Linked DNA regions of Callithrix jacchus: region 2 is linked to region 1. A link is a contact called in public Hi-C data. All regions are on one chromosome and are shown on one strand. Each heading gives the region's core, a stretch centred on a gene start, on an enhancer-like site or on the middle of the called end of the contact. The rest is flanking DNA. Distances are from core to core; before and after follow the strand shown. Region 1 overlaps SLC44A3 (solute carrier family 44 member 3). Region 2 overlaps ALG14 (ALG14 UDP-N-acetylglucosaminyltransferase subunit).

Region 1 (6,604 bases), core at 2,913-5,412:
CTATGCTTTCCCTGGCACATTCAGTAACACAGTTTAAAAAGAAAATCGTCTTTTTTAAAGTTATCAGAGATCTAGAAGATAATTGGAGTTATTTTGCAAAAGCCTGCTGATGGCCCAGTCCTGCTCTAGGAAAAGAGTGAAGGGAGGGTGCACAGGAGAGAGTCAAAACAGCTCCTGTTTCAGAAGGCCATGGTCCCATTCGGAAGGTGCCAAGGAAAGCAGTCTCCATGCACGTCCCCATGCCTTTGCTCCTGCTGGGATCTTCCTTTAGAATCCCCTCCCCTATCCAACTCTCATCCCAACTCTCCACCCCAAACTGCTTCCAGAACTAGTCATTCTTTAAGATTGGTTTTGAGTATCCTCCTTCTTGGAAAATCCCCTATAAATTTCTCAGCCATACTTAGATTTTTTTTTTTCTATTTTTTTCCTTGCATATTTTATATTCTTCATTCTTTCAACAACTGTTTATCTCACGGCTGCTCTGTCAGCCCTGGTGTCACATTGTGTGTTCACTACACGCTCTGAGTACTTGAGATACAGCAGTGAGCAAGACAGTGGCTCTGCAGTCCAGGTCTAACATTCGATGGGTGGGGAGAGAGGCAGCGAGTAAGGAAATATGCATTCCATAGCGATAGGTGGTGTGAACGATAAAGCAAGATGTATTGTCATCCCATGAGAGTAAGAACACGTGGGGTCAGGACCGCGCCTTTTTCTTTCTGTGCCTCTTAGCGCAGTTCCACACCTGAATGGACTTGGTTAGGGGTGCTGATGGATTCGGTTAGGGGTGCTCACCCAGTGAGTAACATCACATCAGTGTCGTGGGTGTTAGATGAGATGAATATATGGAAGAACTCATAGATTGCAGGCTGCCTGTCAATGAGACTTTCCTCTTTTTTCCTAATCCTCATGCTGCCAGAGCAAAAGGCTGGGGATGACAGGACCCTTGGGCCAGTTTTCTGGACAAGGCCAAGTACACAGAATATGCTAGAAAGTAGAACCCCTCCAAATTAGGCCTGCTTCCCTTGGGGAATTATCCCAGCCAGCTGGGCTGCCTTCCTTAAGGAATTGCCATCTACAACAAGCATTATATCACCTTAGTCTTTTGAAATGCTTTAAAGCTTGCTAATAATATCCAGATTTATAGCTAACTGCACTATGAATATCCTTCAGACAACTGATGCTCTCAAGGGAGATCTCTAGAAAGTCGTCTCCAAATCTCCTTAATAGAATGTATTACTTGAGGAAGATATATCCATTCATTCACTCAATCAACAAATATTTATTGAACATTTACTGTGTGTCAGACCCTGTTAAAAATGCTGGAAATACAGGCCTTAAATAAAATAAGTCAGTCAATGTTATAGAACTTTAAAAGTTGATAAGTGGCACGGAGAAAAATGAAGGAGGAAGGACAAATAGGAAACGCATAAAGGGGCAGGGTATCATTTTAAATTTGGCAGTCGGGGGTACCTCACTGAGAAGGTGATGTTGAGGAAAGATTCGCAGTAGGTGAGATTAGAGCCATAAGACCATCTAAAGCAAGGGGAAACATCCCAGGCAAAGGGGCTGGCAAGATGCCGGGGTTCCAGATCACAGCAACGGAGGCCTATTCAGTCACAGTGGAGTGGGCGACGGAGAGCATGGTTCAGGGAAGAGTCAGGGGATCAGATCCTGAGGCTTTTCTGGCATTTGTAGGAACTTTGGCTTCTAACCTGAATTGGGAAGTCTTTACAGGATTTTAAGGAGAATAAAATTGTGACCTGACTACATTTTAATAGCAGTGATTCAGTAAGAAGAGGATGGTGGCTTGGAATAGGTCATAATGGTGGAAGTGATGTGACCTATTGGATTCTGCATCTATTTCAAATTGGATTTTCTGGTTAGATGAAAGAAAGAGTTGGAGAAGACTCTGAGGGATTTTGGCCTGAGCAACTGGAAGATAACTTTGCCATCAACTGATATGGGGCAAGAATTTGAGTGTAGCATTTTAAGGTAGATCAGAAATTAATTTTTAGTTGCTTTAATTGAAATGTCTTTTAGACCGCCAGGTATAAATCTCGAGTAGGCAGTTAGCTGTCTGAGTCTGAAGTTAGTGCAGGAGGTCCTGGCTAGGATTTACATTTAGGAACTTGGGAACATATTAATATTACTTAAAACCATGAGATTAGAATGAATGTAGATAGAGAGGGGAAGAAATCCAAGGACTGTGCTTTAAGGCACTTCATCATGCCCTGGAGATAAGGGAGAACAAACAGAAGACTGAAAGGGAGTGACCAGCGGGTGGAAGAAGAAAGTGGGTATGGTGCCCTGGAATGCAGGCGAAGGGTTTCACAGAGCTGTGCGGGGTCCAGTGTGGCAACTGTGGCCTCTGAGGGAGAACTAAGGACTGACCGCTGAATGATCATGATTGAAGTAGGTGAAGAGAAATTGGGAGGAAAAGAATTGGAAAGAGTAAGTGTAGACAATCTTGAGGAATTTCGCTGTTAAAAGGAACAGAAATGGGGAGGAAGCTGGAAGAGGAAAGAGTTCATAGTAGATTTTTCTTAAAGATGGGAGATAGTTGAGAATGATTCAGTAGAGAGAAAGATTTTGATAAAGAGTGAAAATTACTGCAGAGTGGCCAGGCATGGTGGCTTATGCCTATAATCCCAACACTTTGGGAGGCCAAGTGGATCACGAGGTCAAGAGATGGAGAGCAGAGGCCAACATGGTGAAACCGTCTCTACTAAAAATGCAAAAATTAGCTGGGCATGGTGGGACATGCCTGTAGTCCCAGCTACTTGGGAGGCTGAGGCAGGAGAATCACTTGAACCCACGAAACAAAGATTGCAGTGTGCTGAGATTGCACCACTGCTACTCCAGCCTGGGCAACAGAGTGAGACTCCATCCCCTGCCTCCAAAAAAAAAATAAATTGAAGAGCTATGTTCACATAGATGAGAAAGAGTGGGCTCTGGTGAAGTGTGGGCCATAAGATCATGGACCATTTATTAATGTTCAGGGAGAGGGCTCAGATGATGGACCTGTGTTGATAGCAGGTAGGTATTAGGCGGTTGGCACTACCAGAGGTTTTTCTGATTGCACCAGTTTTCTCAGAGGAACAGGAAGTAAGATCATTGAGAGTGAGGATGGGAAGGAAGCTCTTGAAGGTTGAAGGGGAATTTATAAAACAGTTATGCAGAAGAAGGGGAAATGAATGGAACGGTATGGGAGCATGAAAGTTTCCGATAGTAACTCAGATGGCATCCTCACGCTGATTTTTTTTTTTTGGCCTCTTTTATTGTTCCCCCTAATAACTGAGGTCCAGCATAATGCCAGCATGCAGTAGATGCTCAATAAATATGTAAGTTAATTTCAGAATTGGGATTCTATCCACCTATATCTCATTTATTGCTAACCCTGTATGGCACTCACTATAGCTGACCTGATTGCTCTTAGTATTCTAAGAGCCTTACCTGTTTACTAAATTTAACTCATAACAGCTGTGGGTATGGCACTTAGAGCCCCAAGACAGGACGAGATCACCAAGAGCGTGAGAAGTAGTATTACTATCCTCCAATTTCAAGTGATGCGGCAGATTTCAAAGAAGTCCCACTCTTTGTCCGAGGTTGCTCAGCCATTAGGGGACAGTGCAGAGGTGTGATTCTCGGGCTGTATGACTCTCAAGCCCAAGCCAGTAATCACTGTCCCAAGTTCATCCTGTCTACTCTCTTCACCATCAGAGAGCGGTGGCCCACATTGCTTGTCACACATTTCAAAGCTGAGCCTGGAACCAAGCCTTCTCCCAATTCAGTGCTCTTCCCACCACCGTCCCCTGAGATTCATCCTATCTTGGGATCTACCCATAATCTAGTTCACATTAACACACATTAGCTACCCATGATAGCAGCGGTAGTGCCCAATCCATAAAGACAAAGCAACTGTCATGTGATGAGGGGATCTTGCCTGCACTGACCAGCCATCCAGGAGAGGGCAGTCATGTGCGCCTGATCACCTCTGCCCCACCCACAGGCTCTGCAACTACAGGCTCCGAGCTGGATCCAGCTTGTGTCCTGGCTTTCATCCTGAAGCCAGCGCACCCCTGAATGTTTGTCCAACCCAGTGGTTCTCAAGCGGCCCTTCCAGGTGACTTTTTGTCCCGATGTAGCATTTAGCAATGCGTGGACACATTTTTGGGTTGTCGTGGCTGGTGGGCGTGGGAGAGCGTCCTGGCTTCTGTGTAGAGAGGCGTGGCAAGTTGCTAACACCCTTCAGGGCGCAGGACAGCCTCAGCCCCAGTGAAGATCTGGTCCACAATGTCAGTGAGAAACTCTACCCTAAAGGAAAGTCCTAAACACCCCCAGGAACAAATAGAAGATGGCTTTGATAAGGATGTTCAGATACAGTAGTGATCACTCAAAAATAACGTGCGAGTTCTGCTTCTTGGGGAATGCCAAAGGCTTTATAATGTCTAAGTGGATCTTGACTCATCACTTTAGCCGCTCCTACCGCTGATTGTGCCAGGTTGGGAGGTGTGTGCATATGTGCCCTTGACAACACAAGGCAGCTGAGAGGAGAGACTGGCCCCCATTAGCGTTCAGGTCCAGCAGGACATATTTACCTTCGTTTGGAGAAACCATCCTTCCTGTTCTGTGGAAACGTTCTCTGCCCTCACTCACTATTCGTGATATTGTGAACTTGGTTTTGCAGAACCATGATCTGTAGCCGATACTGCTGGGCCTTGTAGGAGGAGCAGGTACTTGTTCCCTGGCCCAGAGCACTTCTGATATTCCAGAGTGGTTCTCAAAGTCCACTGACCTCACCTACCAAACAGGGACTCTGGGAGGGGACACCTCCTCTGGAATTGGGAATGTGTCCTGAAGCATGTCCTGAATCACACCCCTTTTTGGAAAAGCATAAGCATTTATCCATCCCTTACCCAAAACAAATATTGCCTCCAAGCCAAAGTGAGCCCAGCATTCATAAAATATTGATCTCTCCGTAAATCAAGTTGCTCCACTGTTTTTTACAATGTAACTCTTGTTCGACAGAACATAGAGCTTGGGAATTAAGATCAGTCTTAGTCAGTGGAATCAGTTTTTGATCTACAGCAGTTATCCTCCCCTTTCCTTCGCACAGACCCTACTGTGAATATCTAAGAACTCCTGAATGACAAACCTAAAGTCAGTTTATAGCTATGACAGGAAATATGAAACAATCTCTAAATGTTCTTCAAGCTATAGGTTTCACCAATGACCAGAACCAAAGATCTTCTTTACACTAGTTGATTTAAAATTCATAGTGGGAAAATATCTAAAATTCGTATGCAGCAACAAAGCTGGGATTTGGATTTACCAGTGTCTGCAGAGCTAATTCAAGGACTTCTTTAGAGGAGAGAAAAGAAGGCAGGATATACCTATGTGAATGGCAAAACATTAGAGCAACCTTGCTGGCCTCAGTTGAATGTAACACTGTGCTCCTGAAATTTAATGATAGTAATAAACCATGATCACTTATGGGATGCTATTTCTATGGGCTGGGCACAATACCAAGTACTTTCCAGGTAATCTCACCCCATCCTCAGACTACCACCAGGATATAGGTATTCTAGATAAGGAATCTAAAACTCCTCCAGGCATTCTAGATAAGGAATCTAAAACTCCTCCAGGCATTCTAGATAAGGAATCTAAAACTCCTCCAGGCATTCTAGATAAGGAATCTAAAACTCCTCCAGGTATTCTAGATGAGGAATCTAAAACCCCGAGAGGCCAAATAACTTGTCCTGGGCTACCCACAAAGAGGCAAAGCTGGGATCTGAACCTGGGAAGGTTAACGCTGAGCCCCAGTAGACATTTTAAATGTGCTAAGAGAGTTTGCTCTTGAAATGAAATCTGAACTAGATCCTTTTGAGAAAACAAAGATACTGTCTCTTTCACAAAGTTTAAATGTTTGGTGAAGAAGGGTTCTATAATGTGGTACTAACATCCTTGTGTGGTTTCATCAATGTAACAAGTTTTGTTTGCATCGTCACAAAATGATATGGTAGGAAAACTATGAATTTTTAGAGTCCCACGTGTTCAGGTTTTTATTTTCCTTCTACTAATTATGAACTCTGAGACTTTACAAAAGTTACTTGTCTCTTCTTTTCTTTTTTTTGAGACCAGAGTCTCGCTCTGTCACCCAGGCTGGAGTGCAGTAGCATGATCTTGGCTCACTGCAACCTCCATCTCCTGGGTTCAAGCGATTCTCCTGCCTCAGTCTCCCAAGTAGCTGGAGCTACAGGCATCTGCCATCATGCTTGACTAATTTTTGTATTTAATATTTGTAGAAGCAGAGTTTCATCATGTTGGCTAGGCTGGTCTTAAACTCCTGAGCTCGTGTGATCTGCCTGCCTTGGCCTCCCAAAGTGCTGGGATTACAGGTGTGAGCCACCGCACCTGGCCTGCTTGCCTCTTCTAAACCTGTTTTCATATCCACAGAATGAGATGAGTATTACAGTATATGTCAGGTGTCTTGGAAATTGCCTACCAATGATCACTGTGATGATCACTGTTGGTTTAGAAGTTAAATGTGTGTTCCTGATATTTATTTTTTGCTATGTATATTATAAATTATGGTGGGTACTTG
Region 2 (6,604 bases), core at 1,340-3,839, 180 kb after region 1:
CCTTCCGCTATTATTGTAAGTTTCCTGAGGCCTCCCCAGCCATGCAGAACTGTGAGTTAATTAAACTTTTTCTTTTTTTTTTTGGGATGGAGTCTCAATCTGTCACCCAGGGTATAGTGCAGTGGTGCAATCTTGGTTCACTGCAGCCTCCACCACCCAGGTTCAAGCAATTCTCCAGTTTCAGCCCCTCAAGTAGTAGGAATTACAGGTGTGTGTCACCACAGCCAGTTAATTTTTGTATTTTCAGTAGAGACGGGGTTTCGCCATGTTGTCTAGGATGGTCTTGAACTCCTGACCTCAGGTGATCCGCCTACCTCAACCTCTCATCTTTATATATTACCCAGCCTCAGGCAGTTGTTTACAGCCGCATGAGAACAGATGAATACAGTCCCAGAATGGGTCCTGCTGACAACCAATCACTTTGTGTGAATCAATCTCTCTGGACCTCAGTCTCCCACTGTGAAGCAAGGAGGCCTGGCTGAAATCAGGGATGCTTAACTAGCCGTCATGATCACACACCTGGTTCAAGATTGACTTGCTGAAGAGAAAGGAGGCTGGAGGCTACCGCTCCAGCTCTGTCCCAGGGCCTGTAGCCACTCCTCACTTTACTTCCAGAAGCCTCTCCTTGCCTGGTGCTCTCAGACTTTAGGGAAAAACAAAAGTAGTTGGTTTCTGAAATAATTATGAGATTTCAGCTCAAAAGACTTTTAAAGCCTTTTATAAATGACATTTGTTCTCTTCTCAGCCTTTATTGATTCCTTCTTTTGACAATACCACAGTTTTCCTTTGGGTAACTCGTTCCTCTCATATTCTCAGCTGGATGGTATGGTGGGATTTGCTGCCTGTTTCCTTCACCCCTAACCCTGCCTCTAAGAGTAGGCCTGGAATGGCTTAAGCGACATGGAAGAATGACTCCTGGCTACAATGATTAGCTGAAAGATGGGAGTGTAACCCAACTGGAGTATCATGAGGCAGGAGATGTTTGCTAGGGCTCTCTCTCCTACATGCTATAAGAGATCCTCTTCCTCATGAAGAGAAAGAGACATGAAGCCGGGAGGTGCTACAGATGTTACCAGAATTATTTCCTTGGGCCTAAAGGCTGCAAGAGATCTAACAGCCTCCATCTGTGCAAAAGGAAGGACATAGGGAATTCCAAAACCGTCCACGTCCTGATTTTATAACAGCACAAAACAAATTGTATGTTTGTACTCAATAGTATCGATTAAAAAAAAATTGTGCTATTTATGTTTTTAAATCCAAACACTGGTGATTAGAATGCCATTAATTTGCTTTAAAATGGAGAAACAGCAGTACTATATTATAAAATATTACTGCTCTGCATGTTGTAAGAATCCCATATAATACAAATATAACTGGCATAGGGAAATTGATTAAATTACCACAAGGTTGAAATAACTGTATTATGTTATTCACAGTTATTTTAATTTCAACCATTCAGAACATGATTTAAAGGAAGTTTAACTGGCCTTAGGGCTAGAGATAGAAGAAGGAATAATTGAGATTTGGGGAGGAATTTTAATCACTTAAGCTGTTTAAAATACTTCAAAAGCATGTATACATCTACCTGATATACTACGTCAAAAATAATAATCTATTCACGGAAATAGCCACATCAGAATCTCTATTTGCAGTAAAGTACAAATATTTTCTTATTCAAATATTTCACTCATTTAGTCTGGTCTTCTTTCAAATAAGAGATTTTTTTACTTTTACCTGTAATTCAGTAAGTTAAGGTCCATGTGAATGAGGAAAAGTGCACATATACATTAAGCACACTCAAAACCGTAACTGTTAAACCACAAGTTGTAATATACATTATCGTTTACAAACTGAGAACCAAGCCCCACAATGGAAACCATGTAGTTTACAAACATTTCTTTTAGAACTGATTGGGAGGTCAAGGCAGAGGGAGACTAGTGTAGGCAACACAGCAAGATCCCATCTTTACAAAAACAAAAATTTAAAAATTAACTGGGTGTGATGGGCCTTGCCCAGTTACTTGGGAGCCTGAGGCAGAAGGATTGCTTGAACCCAGGAATTCAGAGCTGCAGTGAGCTATGATTGTGCTACTGCACCCCAGCCTGGGCAGACACTCAGCCTCCACCACCTGGGTTCAAGCAATTCTCCAGTCTCAGCCCCTCCAGTAGTTAGAATTACAGGTGTGCGCTACCACACCCAGCTAATTTTGTATTTTTAGTAGAGATGGGGTTTCGCCATGTTGGCTAGGATGGTCTTGAAATCCTGAACTCAGGTGATCCACCTGCCTCAACCTCCCAAAGTGTTGGGATTACAGGGATGAGCCTTGGTCCCAAACCTCTTTTCTTTATAAATTAGCCAGTCTTGGGCAGTGCTTTATAGCAGTATGAGAACAGATGAATATGTCCCAAAATGGGTCCCGCTGACAACCAGTCACATTGTGTGAACCAAACTCTCTGGACCTCTGCCTCTTAAAAAAAACACGCTTAGGAACTGTGGAAGGTAACAACAAATGCACTCAATGTAGACATCTCAGCAAGCTGTACACTATCTCAGTCCACTGTGTGAAGTTAGCACCCCACCTTGTGGAAAGCAGTAGGTGGTGTTTAGTGGAAGAATGTCATGTTAATTTTAGAAGAGCTGGTGGATAAATCCTGCACCCACCAAACTGCCACTGATTCTTATATAAACCAAAAATGCAAAACCAAAAAAAGAATGCAAATGAAAAGAATTCCTATTTATTAAACTAGCAGCAAAACTTTTGTGCCTCTGAAATAAAAGGATATGAGCCTCAAAATATTGGTGCTTATGGTGGTATGTGTTTGGATTATTTTTTCAGAAAATAAATATTCATTTATTTAGATACTTACAGAGAAAATAAATATTTCATATTATTAGGTGGTTACTCCCACTGGGGCTTGTATCTATTCTTAGTTTTGCTTCTAAAAAATAGCTGTTTTCTAATTGTAACTTTAGAAAATACAGAAAAATATTCAAAGACAAAACCAAAAATCAACCAATATCTCCCTACTCTTTGGAAGAAGCCCCCACCCCACCTAACACTCTAGCTCACAGAGATCTCTCCCTCCTCTGCATTCAAAACATTCATTGTCCTTTGAATGTTCACACACATACAAACACACACGCACAGTTTTAAAGTTCCTTTGGTCTTAGTTTGGTCAAACTCTTGGGGTTATTTATCATTCCTGTTACTTTCCTGGCATCATCTCTTCTGGAGTTCTGTCACTTTGCTCTGTTCCCAGCTGGTTGCTCTCTAGGACCACCTATGAAGTCTCCACACTGGAACTCCCTTCACTGCTGTCCCAAGAATTCCCTTCCCTTCTCTCTTGGTCCAAGGCCCAGATCCCTGGAGCTGAGTCACCCTTTTTGGGTGCCCCTTGTTTTAGTGGGGCACACCCTCCATGAGAGGGTACATGAGGAATCCATTTGAGACCCTGCTCCATGTACTTCTATTTGGACCTCAAATGTGACTCCCTTGCTTGTTCTGAAAGTTTTTGATACCTTCTCATTACCGTTAGTTCTGACACTGCGGACATATCTTGTGACTACAGTTTCATTGGACGCAGGATAGTCCTTTTATTTTAAAAGTCAGGTCCTTCTATTTTAGAAATTTCCCTAGGTCATAATTTTGTTTCATTTTGAACTTTTCCCATTTCTTTGTTCTTTCTGGATAATTGACCTCCAACATCCAGTTTGGTTGTCTAATTTTCATACTTTTCTCTATTTTTTTATGCTTTTATTATGCTTTTAATCTTTTTCTTGAGTTCTTCAATATGATCTTCCAATCCGTCACTGAATTTTATTACTGCAATCGAAATTTTAATAGCCAAGGGTTTTTGTTGTTGTTGCTGTCGTTATTTATTTATTTTTTAAAAATAGGTCTCATTCTTTCTTTCTTTTTTTTTGAGACAGTCTTGCTCTGTCCCCAGGCTGGAGTGCAGTGGTGCGATCTTGGCTCACCACAACCTCCTCCTCCTGGGTTCAGGCGAATCTCCTGCCTCAGCCTCCCAAGTAGCTGGGATTATAGGCACGTGCCACCATACCTGGCTAATTTTTCTATTTTTAGTAGAGACGGGGTTTCACCATATTGACCAGGCTGGTCTTGAACTCCTGACCTTGTGATCTGCCTGCTTCAGCCTCCCAAAGTGCTGGGATTATAGGCATAAGCCACTGTGCCTGGCCTCATTCTTTTTTTAGGGAAATAAGGCCCTTTCATTCCTTTGACCATAATTGTTTTCTTTTAAACTCCCCACTGCCACTCCTGCCTCTGCAATGCCCTTTTCTCTAGTTCCTTTCGTTGATTGTTACTTTTGACTTCCCTTGTTTTAGAGGCTTTTCTCCAATGTCTGATAGTCTGCGGATGTCTATTCAACCACTGATTCTCAAGTGCGGACGAGGATGAGAAGCCCTAGTTCATATTAAAGAACAAGGCGTGAAAAGGCCTATTGGAAGCTCTACGTTCAGCTCTCTACCACCTCTACAGAGTAGTGCAGGTGAACAGCTCAGTGATCAGCAGTGCACTGCCACCTGGTGGCAGGCTGAGGGGGTGACACTGCAGAGAAAAAACAGAAGTCCTTCAACACTTGGAGGGGCTCCGCCAGGTCCATTTCTGAAGCTTCGAGTACCTTTTGGGGGAGGGAGGGAGAGGGGGAAGAGGAGAGGGAGAGGAAAAGTGAGAGGGAGAGGGAGAGGAAAAGTGAGAGGGAGGAGGAAGGTAGAGAGGAGGAAGAGAAGTAGAAGGAAAGGAGGAGAGAGGAGGGGGGAGAGAGAAAGAAGGTCGAAGGTCGAAGAGAGTAAGGAGAGAAAAAAGGAAGAAAGGGAGAGTGAAAGGGGAATGACGGAGGAAGGAAGACAAGAAAGGAGGGAGAAAAAAATCCAGAAATGTGTAGAATTTAGGAAATGGTTTTGAATCTGTGCAAAGTGGGTCTGGGAAGTCCCTTTGAATCCCAGGTTCCTCTAGGCAAGGGTGGCTGTTGGGTGGCATGAAACCCTTTAGACGCTTGGAGATCGGGATGCTCTGCTTTCAGACTTCTTAGGGTTGGTGATGGCAATCCCATTCTTATAATTGCTCAGAACAACAGCTTTGAAGTCATGCTTGATTCCTCTCATTTCTGCCATGAAATTCTGTGAATTCCACGTTCAAAAAATCCAGCATCCTAGTATTTTCCCGTACTCCCAGCTCTCCTGATGCAAGCCACATTATCTCTTGCTAGGATTTCTGCAACAACCTCCTAGCTGGTTTCCTTGGTTTCTCTTTTGGTGCATTTGTACCACAGCCCCTGAGTGACCTATGTAAAACTGTATGATTGTGTCACGCCTCCGAGCAAAACTTTCTAGCAGGTCTCTAGTTTCCCTGGGTTAAGAGAGGAAGTTTTAACAAGGTCTTACAAGGCCCGATATCCTCTGGTCTTTACCCACTCCTCCATCTCCTCCTCAGTGTTTCTCCTTCCTCACTCTCCTCCAGGTACCATGATTAGCTGCTATTGCGTCAACATCCGGGGGTGTTCCTCTCTATGGCTTTTCTAGAGACTTTCCCTCTGCTTGAAACATTCTTCTCTCAGGAGTCCTTATCTTCTTCAAGCCCCTAAGATGCTGCAATCTTTTCCACCCCATTAAAATTCCCGGATCTCCAACCCTGTGCAATCTGTCCCCACAGCACTGATGTCCTTTGAACAGGCTTCACGATTTCCTTTTCACTATGTCTAGTATTTGTCTGCTCATCCAGGTCAAGTGGAGAGAGCTCCATGATGGCAGACACTTCTTTTTTTTTTCCCACTGGTATATCCCAACTATTTATAATTTTGTCTGGGAAATGGAAAGCAAATATTTATTGTTAAATAAACATTTTTTTTTTTTAAAAAAAGCATTAGTACTCCAAGAATGTTATGAAAAAAAAGCATTAGGATTCTGACTCCTATAGTATTATAAATTTGGGAAGATTGAAAATCTTTGTAAGTTCTTAAACATCAGGAACATGCTTCTGTATTTATTTTTTTACCACATTTAATGTCTCAATAAGATTTCACTATTGTGCCCATATTGATCATTTCCTTTTATTAAAGTTCTTTTCCCAGTAATTAATATCTTAGGTATCTTTCTTTATTCTTTTTCTAATAGTTAAAGCTAGCATATAAGGAAGTGGTTGAATTTTGCATATTTGGCTTGAATCTGATACTTTTCTGAACTTGTATTACTTGACAGTCTTTTGCTGGTTTTATGTCCAGATCTAATTTTATTTATAGAATATATTACTTTATTTCTTCTTTTTCAATATTTATACTTCTTATTTCATCTTAGGTGGTGGGTCAAAACAAAACTTAGTATGACTAATGGCAGATATTCTTCTTTTTGTTCTGATTTTAGAGAGAGAGAATGTAATGGACATTGGCTTTTGGCTCCAAGGATACTTTTTCACATTAAGGAAACCATTGACAATGTTAGAATGATGGGATATTTGTGCAAAGCCGTGTTTCAGGAAGCTAAATGTGTGCAGCCAGGAATATGAATATGATTGAAAGAAGACTAGAGTCCAAATCAGTAGCATGTGTAGAGTTTGCACACACATTGCAAATGTACTGCAATGCAT

The links. A called contact is a pair of places that touch in the nucleus more often than the background predicts.
Region 2: a Hi-C map of induced pluripotent stem cells shows a contact between it and region 1, with 3 times the contacts expected there. The contact joins two enhancer-like sites. A contact is called at or near these places in 2 of 3 Hi-C or Micro-C datasets (induced pluripotent stem cells and skeletal muscle).

The regions. Positions count from the first base shown.
Region 1 is chr7:132,821,604-132,828,207 of calJac240_pri, forward strand. The region is part of intron 9 of SLC44A3 (solute carrier family 44 member 3); the gene reads left to right. Among named protein-coding and RNA genes, the nearest start is that of SLC44A3, 33 kb to the left of the region's middle. Within about 2 kb of position 4,163, at least 4 of the 16 cell types and tissues checked have an H3K27ac peak or open chromatin away from gene starts, as enhancers often do.
Region 2 is chr7:133,006,837-133,013,440 of calJac240_pri, forward strand. The region is part of intron 2 of ALG14 (ALG14 UDP-N-acetylglucosaminyltransferase subunit); the gene reads right to left. Among named protein-coding and RNA genes, the nearest start is that of ALG14, 30 kb to the right of the region's middle. Within about 2 kb of position 2,590, at least 3 of the 16 cell types and tissues checked have an H3K27ac peak or open chromatin away from gene starts, as enhancers often do.